Linked DNA regions of Sus scrofa: regions 1 and 3 are each linked to region 2. The links are chromatin contacts, called in public HiChIP or PLAC-seq and promoter capture Hi-C maps. All regions are on one chromosome and are shown on one strand. Each heading gives the region's core, a stretch centred on a gene start, on an enhancer-like site or on the middle of the called end of the contact. The rest is flanking DNA. Distances are from core to core; before and after follow the strand shown.

The links. Promoter capture Hi-C pulls out the DNA fragments that hold promoters and counts their contacts. HiChIP or PLAC-seq counts read pairs in DNA pulled down with a chosen protein or histone mark.
Region 1: a promoter capture Hi-C map of liver shows a contact between it and region 2, with 2.2 times the contacts expected there. The contact joins the promoter of MTG2 here to the promoter of OSBPL2 in region 2. A contact is called at or near these places in 2 of 5 promoter capture datasets (both in liver), 1 of 47 Hi-C or Micro-C datasets (liver) and 1 of 2 datasets of contacts at active chromatin or transcription factors (alveolar macrophages).
Region 3: a contact with region 2 is called in an H3K27ac HiChIP or PLAC-seq map of alveolar macrophages. The contact joins the promoter of ADRM1 here to the promoter of OSBPL2 in region 2. A contact is called at or near these places in 4 of 47 Hi-C or Micro-C datasets (blood, epiblast stem cells and liver) and 2 of 2 datasets of contacts at active chromatin or transcription factors (alveolar macrophages and skeletal muscle).

The regions. Positions count from the first base shown.
Region 1 is chr17:61,596,756-61,599,489 of Sscrofa11.1, forward strand. MTG2 (mitochondrial ribosome-associated GTPase 2) reads left to right here and starts at 1,461. Exons shown (of 7, transcript XM_021078209.1): 1 at 1,461-1,564. The coding sequence starts at 1,493. It overlaps SS18L1 (calcium-responsive transactivator), which reads left to right. Exons shown (of 11, transcript XM_021078212.1): 11 at 1-1,349.
Region 2 is chr17:61,642,008-61,644,722 of Sscrofa11.1, forward strand. OSBPL2 (oxysterol-binding protein-related protein 2) reads left to right here and starts at 1,256. Exons shown (of 14, transcript XM_021078215.1): 1 at 1,256-1,426. LOC110257395 (collagen alpha-1(I) chain-like) reads left to right here. Exons shown (of 9, transcript XM_021077699.1): 9 at 1,230-1,915. The coding sequence ends at 1,915.
Region 3 is chr17:61,691,567-61,694,266 of Sscrofa11.1, forward strand. It overlaps ADRM1 (proteasomal ubiquitin receptor ADRM1), which reads left to right and starts at 1,357. Exons shown (of 10, transcript XM_021078220.1): 1 at 1,357-1,472; 2 at 2,212-2,425. The coding sequence starts at 2,213.

The DNA of each region.
Region 1 (2,734 bases), core at 211-2,710, 45 kb before region 2:
TTAAGTTTTACGTTTTAAAATTTTAAAGTCATTCTTTATCCAGAGTTGAATGCTTTATGGTTAATAAGACGTTTTTCATGTGTTTTTACTGGAGTGAATTCTGACAGCCCACCTGGGAATGTGGAGGCAACTGTGGTTGCCGTTCTACAGCTGAAGAACCGAGGCTCAGAGGACAAGGACAGCCCGTGTCGCCTACAAGTCCTGCTCTAGGACCTTCTCCCCGCTTCTGTGGAGACAGAATCACACAGACATGGGGATAGAAGTGGTTATTTTGTAGACATACGGGTTTTAGAAAAACCCTTAATACTGCTAAGGGCTTAAAAATACATATCTAGATTAAATTACTGCAATGAGAGAGTCCTTAATTGCTAAATGACACAGACATTAGCAGTTTCATTTGGGGAGTCATTTCCCCTGATTTTGTTATGTTCTTTCCTGACAATTTTCCTAGAACTAATTTGCAAGTTCAATTGGGGATTAAAATTTTCCCTTGAAAATGTTAAACATTTCAGGTAACTGAAAATAGTTTATTTGTATTCCTTGCCAATCTGGGAATATGCCTTTTATTTTTTTTAAGTGCTGTATTAATACTTTTTGAAGGAAAAGGACGCTTAAAATTTTACCCCGAAACTTCAATCTGAAATGTCTTACATTAAGAATTTCTTGAATGTTGTGTATATATTTTTAAAAAAGCACTTTGTGAAATAGTTTGTACATTTATTTCCTAATTTATACATGATTTTTGGTGTTGATATATTTAATGATTAATAACAAAATGTTTATTTAATGTGTTGTCCATTCTTATGTAATATTGTGGGGAAAGTGATGCCAGCAGCTCCTTTTCGTTCTCTGTATTATATCTTCTCTTCTGTAATATGAATGTCTGCAAAGCTTAGGCTACAATGAGTTGTCTGTGCAGTGTGCTTGGTGGTGCTTGTTTTTGCCACTGCTTCGGCAGAAGGCCGGGGACGGTGGGAGCAAGCCTGCAGACGACGCTCCTACTTCCTGCGCTTGTCCGGAGTCTGACACTGACCCGCCAGTGTGCAGAAGTGCTGACCTGTCCACGGGGCGGGCGTGCCGAGGACCGGGCATCCGGGCGGGAGCGGGGCCGGAGCCGGTCCAGGTTCGCACGCGGCGCGGCCGTGGGGCGTCCACACAGACCCGCACAGAGGGCGGCCTGACTTTCGGCCGTGGCTGCACCTCTGGGCGGAGTAAGTCAGACGGGCTCATTCGTGAGCGCGGTAAAAACCATCCTTCTTGGTTCGTTTCTTTTTTCCGTCGGAGTTTGGCGTCGAAACCGTTTATGCTTTTGGTGTAATCTGTCAATAAACCGGTTCTTCGAAAACCACCCTGGAGACTGTTCCGTGCGGCAACGCGGGGAGCCGGGAGCCTACTTTCCGCGTGGACGAGGACCTGAAAGGGGTCCCGCGCGCGCTTGCGCGAGGCCCCGCCCCCGCGGGCCCGGACGGGGCGGTGGTCCCGCCTCCCGCGCATGCGCGCTGGGGACCGCCCCCGGAAGTGGTGTCCGGCGACGGCCCAGGCCCCGGAAGTGACATGCCCTCAGGTGGGTGCTCGCGGGCGGTGAACCCCGGGACCTGGGGATCTTAAGGAGGGAGGCGGGGTGGAGGAGAGGCGCAGGGCTGAGCGAGAGCCCCGGCCGCTGGCTTCCTGCCTCCTCTCAGCCGTCGTGGACGCGCGTCCAGGGGGCCCCGAGTCTTCCCCGGGCGAGGGCCGAGAGTTACTTCCTCCCGGAGGTTGCTTTACACTCACGAGTGGTGCGCGGTTGCACGGAGCAGCGGGCCCCTGTGGGCGCAGCTCCGGCCGGGCTGGCCGTCCCCCGACGGGTCCTGGTCCGCGGCGGGCTTCGCGGGCTGAGACCCGCTCGGTACCCGTCTGCGTCGCGGCGGCTGCGGACACAGCGGGGTGTCCTGCTCCCGGGCTGCAGGGGGGGGAAGGCCTGTCCTTAGGGCCACGTCACTGAGTGTAAAGGAGAGGTCCTCTTAAGAGAAGATGCTTTGAAGTGCAAGTTAGTTCTCGGGCAGGTATGTTCCAGCAGAGTCAACATGTCAGAGGTTAAGGAGCACAAAATGGGTTCTTGTAAAATGACGCTTGTCTTGGTTCTCTTGGATGGTGGTCCCGTGTACATACGTCAGTTTGAAGACATTTGGTGTAAAATACAGCGATGCCCAGGGGGCACTGTGTGACAGCCTTTCTGAGCCTCAGCCTCCACTGCTTTAAAGTGGGCATAAAAAAATGTAAGGGTCAGGAGTTCCCGCTGTGGTGCAGCAGCTAAGGATGCGGCCTTGCTGCAGCTGAGGCATAGGTCACAGCTGCGGCTCAGGCTCGCCCCTCCCCCAGGGAACCGCCCTATCCTCTAAAAAAGGCATATGGAAGATGTGTGGCTAAAAAAAAAAAAGGGTCAGAAATCACGGCACTCTCACTTTAGGATAATTTAAGGAGGGCTTGTAAAGGCCCTGCTTAAAAGGGAGCGTGTAGTTCGTGCTTTATCCTGGAGCTCCTTGTCGGTGGAGTTGCTTCTACCCCTGGACCAGGAGAGGGCTGTGTCCGTGGCTTCTAGGAATCTGAGGGGAGCAGGGAGCTCAGCATCTGGCCCTCCTGCTCCTCACCAGACTCTGCCTGAGCGCAGGGTAGCTGAGGGCAGTCTCGCAGGGCAGGCTCTTGACACTGAGCAGGGTGGAAAGTGGGTCTAGAGAAGCAAATGAAAAAACCAGCG
Region 2 (2,715 bases), core at 6-2,505:
TGAGAAACCTAGGATAGAGCTGGCTGAAGGTGCGGCTGGTTCCAGGTGACCCAGGCTATTTGCTCTTGCTTTCCTCTGGGTTGGTTCCATTCCCAGGTGCCCCTTTCCCCACCTGGTGACAAGATACCCAGCAGCAGCCCCAGATTGGATCTTTCTGCCACCTAGCCCGGTGCTGTGGCTGGCTGTGGGCAGATGGGAAAGTCATTTGACCTTAGCTTTCCCTCTGGCCTGAGCTCTCTGACGCCCAGCAAAAGTCCCAGGGCTGACCCTTACTGGCCAGGACAGGGTCACTCACTCCCCCCGCAACCAACTGCTGTGACTCTGAGCATCCAGCCTGATTCATGTTATTCCACCGACCTCAAACCACACCCAAGACTTAAATGGGATGAGGGTGGGAGAAACATGGTCTGGAAAGGAAAGCCTTTTTTTTTTTTTTTTTTTTTTAAATGGCTGTGCTCATGGCATGTGGAAATTCCTGGGACCTTGACTGAAGCCAATCCGCAGCTGCAACCTTCGCGGAGGTGCGGCAACACAGGAGACTTTAACTCACTGCAGGTGCAGGGGATTGAACCCACGCCTCTGCAGTGACCTGAGCCACTGCAATTGGATTCTTAGCCCACTCTGCCACAGTGGGGACTCCTCAAAGGAAAATCTCGGTACTCAGAGGCTCGTAAAGTTTCGTTTACTGGCCCATGGCCACACAGCTGGTAAGGATGGTAGCCCGGGGCTGACTCCAGAGCTTCTGGACTTAACCATGGAGCCAGTGAATGTCAGTAAGAGCCCCCAAAGGTTTTAAACAAGGGAGTGAAGAGTCAGGAATGCAGCCTCAGGGTAAACTGGCGCCGGGTTTTGGTGAGCGGTGACAGGCACGGCACAGAGGGTGGAAGGTGGGAAGCCTTGCAAGATGCTTGAGCTGAGGGAAGCAGCTTTGGGAGGGTGACTCCCGCCTCCGCCCGTCCCCAGGGGTTGGGAGCGGCCGGCGCAGAGGCCTCAGCCTGCAGAGCATCCTCGCCGGGGCCACTTGACCTGCTGTTTGTAAACTCACCTCGCCCAGCCACGCCCCTTCCTTCCTCCCTCCCGCCCCTTTCGGGTCAATATCTGCATAACCCCGCCTCCCCATTCCCCGATTGCTCTCCCGCCTCATCACTCCTCCACTTGGGCGGGACCTTCGAGGGGCGGAGGGAGGGTCCACTCCGGAGACGGGATTAGCCTAGTCCCGCCTCCCGGAGCGGCCTTCGGGCCGGGTGCTGATTGGGCGGGCGGCGGCCGACGCGACGACGCCGGGCGCAGCGAGTGGCCGGCGTCGCTGTCAGTCCGCTGGGCGGCCGGCCGCACTTCCGCCTCGGTGTCAGTGGGTCGCGGGCCTGCGGGGCGGGGGCGGGGCGGGCAGCTGGGCTCGGCCGGCGCCGGAGGAACCGCAGTCCAGGTGAGTGACCCGGCCGGGACCCCGACCCCGCGGCGTCCGGGAGCGGCGCCCGGCATCTGGCGGGCGGGCCCGGGCCGGGCCGCGGGCGGCGGGGAGGCCGGGCCGGGCCGGGGGGGCCGGAACTCCGCGCCCCCTGCCCGCCGGCCAGGCCCGGACCCCGGCCGCGACCCGCCGGGCCTCCCTCCGCCCCAGCCGCCGGCCGCGTCCGGGCCCCGAGGAAACTTGGGAGGAAAGTTGGCGCCTGCGGCTGGGGCGGCCGGGAGCGGGGGCGGCCGGCAGCGAGGGCGGCGGGCCTGGGTCCCGGGCGGCAGCCCAGACCCCGCGTCGCCGGGCAACTGCGGCCCCGGGACCGGACTGCCGGCCGCTGCACCCGGAAGTGGGGCTGGAGAGCTGGGGCCGGGCGCCCGCCAGCCCCTCTCCGCCCGCAGGGATGAGTCAGGGTGGGCGCGCAGGGCAGGGGCGCTAGGATCCCCACCCCCTTGTGTCTGAGTCTCCCGCGGGCGCCCGTGATCCACCAGTCAGGAGGGCACGTGGTGAAAAGTCAGCGTCCCCGCTGGCGGTGCGGCCTCCCCTCCCTGGCGACCACCTGTGGGTTTGCGGCTGCCTACCTGGTCGTGTGCTTGGGTCTGCCCTTCCCCTCTGCTGCCTTCTGTTGTTATGTCCGCCTTAGAGGACTGTACATCACTGTCCACTCTTTACCTGACACACGTGTGAGCTAAAATAGACATGCAATCTGATGTTAAAAGCTTCCTCCTTCTCCATAGTTACCTTTCAAAAATCAGCAGAGTTAAGTCTGGAGACTTGATAAGCCCAGAAGAAGACTGTTGGGTGACTACAAGTCACTCTGCCCCGTGTTTCTGGGGGAAGAAGCCGGGGGTGGGGCGGTTGGTAGGATGTTCCTGGCGCTCTGGAGCGTGAGGGTCGCCTCCCAAGACGCTGTGCTCTTGTCCTTGGGGTTTTTATCCTGATGGTCAGCCTAGGACACGCTCTGGACCGGCCGCCAGCAGCATTTGCATTTGTCCCTTGGCTGGGGCTGCCTGCGCAGGTCTGGAGACTGGTCTCCTTGGGGTCAGATCCAGGGACATTTCTGGGGTACCCACGGCACGCAGGGCTGCAAGCTGCAGGACCTCTCTATCCTCCAGAGCTGGTGCAAGGGCACAGCCAGAGAGCAGAGGTGTCCTGGGACCCCCGGCCTCGCTGCTCCCTGCCCCGGGGGCAGAGCGAGGGCCCTTCCTGCCTCAGTTCCTTCCTCTGCGACATGTGGCATGTACCTGGCAGGGCCCACAGGT
Region 3 (2,700 bases), core at 107-2,606, 50 kb after region 2:
AGGGACTGAACAGGCACCACAGCAGTGACAATGACGGATCCTTAACCCATTGAGCCGCCAGGGAACTCCCATAAGCATTGCCTCAAGTTGGCTGTTCCCCCCGCCCACCTCTGGAACCCTTGAGAGTCTCAAAAATTATCCAGGACCCCACAGAGCTTTTGTCTATATGGGTTTTTAATCTATGGATATTTACCATTATTATAAATTAAAAATAAATATTAACTAATTTAAAAATAACAAAGGCATTTATTATCACAAATAAAATTTTAAAATGAAAAACAGTCATATTTTCCAAAACAAAGAAAAAAATTAGTGACTCTTTAGATCACAAAGCAAGGGGTATGGAACTCACCAGAAGAGGGTACAGGAGTTAAAATGAATGGGTTAGAGCCACAGGTGTCAAGGTGGATAAATCTTAAAAACATTGAGTGAAAGAATACTTTTCACCTTTATACCTTTTATGAAAAGCTTAAAAACAAGTTTTCCATACACATAGAGAGAAAATCACCCAGCACACAGGAAAGTGGGCACACAGTTCAGGACGGCCCTGCCTTTGGCGCCGGGAGGCAGGCGGCGCTGGTGGGGTGTGCGGCTGGGGGCACCTAGCACGTGGGCCGCTTTTCCATTTCTCTGCAGGACTGGGTGTAAATGAAGCGGAAATAAAAGTAGTGGGAGGGCAGCGCCTTCCGTTTATCTAGTCTGGCCTTCCCTCCATCCTGACTGCCCACCAGCCTCTGGAAACGCTGCACCCGCAGACGAGGGGGAGGGGGCAGCCGTGCCAACGCTGCTGTCTGGGGTGCTGGGGGGGATGGGGAGGACTGTGCCATCACTGCTGTTGGGGTACGGGGGCGATGGGGGGCAGCCGGGTCGTCACTGTAATCGAGGAGGATGGGTGGAGGCCATGGAACGGGGTTCGGGGCTGTAGTTTGCCACCTTGCCCCCGGAATGTGAAACCCTCGCGCCCGGCCCCCGGCCCCCGCGTCCTAGGCCATCCTCTCCCTTGAGCTAGCGACTTCTCCTTCGTCTCGGGACCCGGTGTCTCGCACTGACAGCGAAACTGAGAGAGCCTCCAGCGTCCCGCAGGGGCTCGGCCCGGCGCGGCCCGGCGGTCCCGGGGCCAGCGCCCACCGCCCGGCCCGCGCCCGCCTCGCCGTTCCAGGCGCCGCCGCCAGGGGCCGCCGCCGCGCCCCTATGACACAGCAACAATAGGGGCCGCTCTGGCCCGCGCGCCGCCGGCCCGCGCTTCCGCCGGAAGGAGCCGCAGGCGGGGGGGCGGGCCTGGCCGGGTAATGGGCGGCCGCTCTGGCCAATCGCCCGCGGGCCAGTGCCCGCCCCTCTCCTGACGGGGCCCAATCGGCGGCGAGAGCGGCGGGGGGGCGGGGCGAGCGGGACTTCCGGCGGGGCCCGGCAGGCGCCGAGGAGGAAGAGCGATCCCGGACAGCGCCTCTCGGCCGACTCTCGGCGCGGACCAGGTACAGGGGGCGCCGGGGGCGGGGACGGTTACGGGGGCGGCAGGGGGCGGGGTCTGCGCCGTCGGCGGCTGCGGGCGGGCGCCCGGGGGGCGGAGGCCTGAGGGGCAAGGGGCCGGCGCGGGCCGGGGTTCTGGGGCCCGGCTCCCGGGCCAGCCCAGCCGCCGCCCCGCCCGCCGCGCAGCGCAGCCGAGGGCGTCGGGCGGCGGGGTCTGCGGGCGGGGATGGCCAGGTCACCCCGCAGAGGATGCAGCGCCGCCGCGGGGCTTGCTGCGCTTCTCCCGGGTGCTCGGGTTTTTTCTAAGGCAGCGAGCCTGCCCGTATCGCGCAGAAACTCGGTTTTAGGCCACAGCCTTGTCTCCTATCCAGTGTGTTAGCGGTTGTCTGCCCAGCTCACGGTTTTAAACCCTTCGGAGCTGCAGATTTAAAAAGTACGGAGAGTGGTGGTGACGAGGGTCCGCAGCGGTGATGCAGTTCAGGTGCGGGGGTAAATTTCCTTCTCTTAGAAACACGAGAAGCAGCAGGGAACCTGGCTCCCTGGGCTCAGGTACTGCGGGCCCAGGTCCACCCGGGAGGAGTTTGGCGGCGGGTGCTGGGCGGCTTGGGCCTGCCGCCTGCTCCCAGCACAGTGGCAGCCCGCGGTTCAGAGAGAGGGGCTTTCACTCCGCCGCCAGCGAACATTTGAGGAGGAAGTTAGGGTTTCCGTGGCAGTGACTGGGTCCGCTTGCTGGTCCGGTTTCAGGATGACGACTTCAGGCGCTCTGTTTCCAAGCCTGGTGCCAGGCTCCCGCGGGTCCTCCAACAAGTATTTGGTGGAGTTTCGGGCAGGAAAGATGTCATTAAAAGGAACTACTGTCACCCCAGATAAACGGAAAGGCCTCGTGTACATTCAACAGACAGATGACTCCCTCATTCACTTTTGCTGGAAAGACAGGACATCTGGGAACGTGGAAGACGTAAGTGTCTGGTGGCCTCCATCTCATCTCGACCCCCGCCTGGTTGTCAGCGCGGGGCGATTTTCACAGAAGGACCGGTGCCCCAGGGGCACAGCGGCCGTTTCCGTTTTGGCAGGTCTTGGGAGGCCCGGAGCCCCTGGCCTGGTGCCCTTATCAGATATTTTCTTTTGCTTGTGGGTCGTTCTAGCCTCGGGGGGTCTATAGATTCTCCCGTTGCCTGTGTGTCCTTTAAACTTGAAGATTAATTAGGTGCTTTGAATTGGAGAAACTGTATA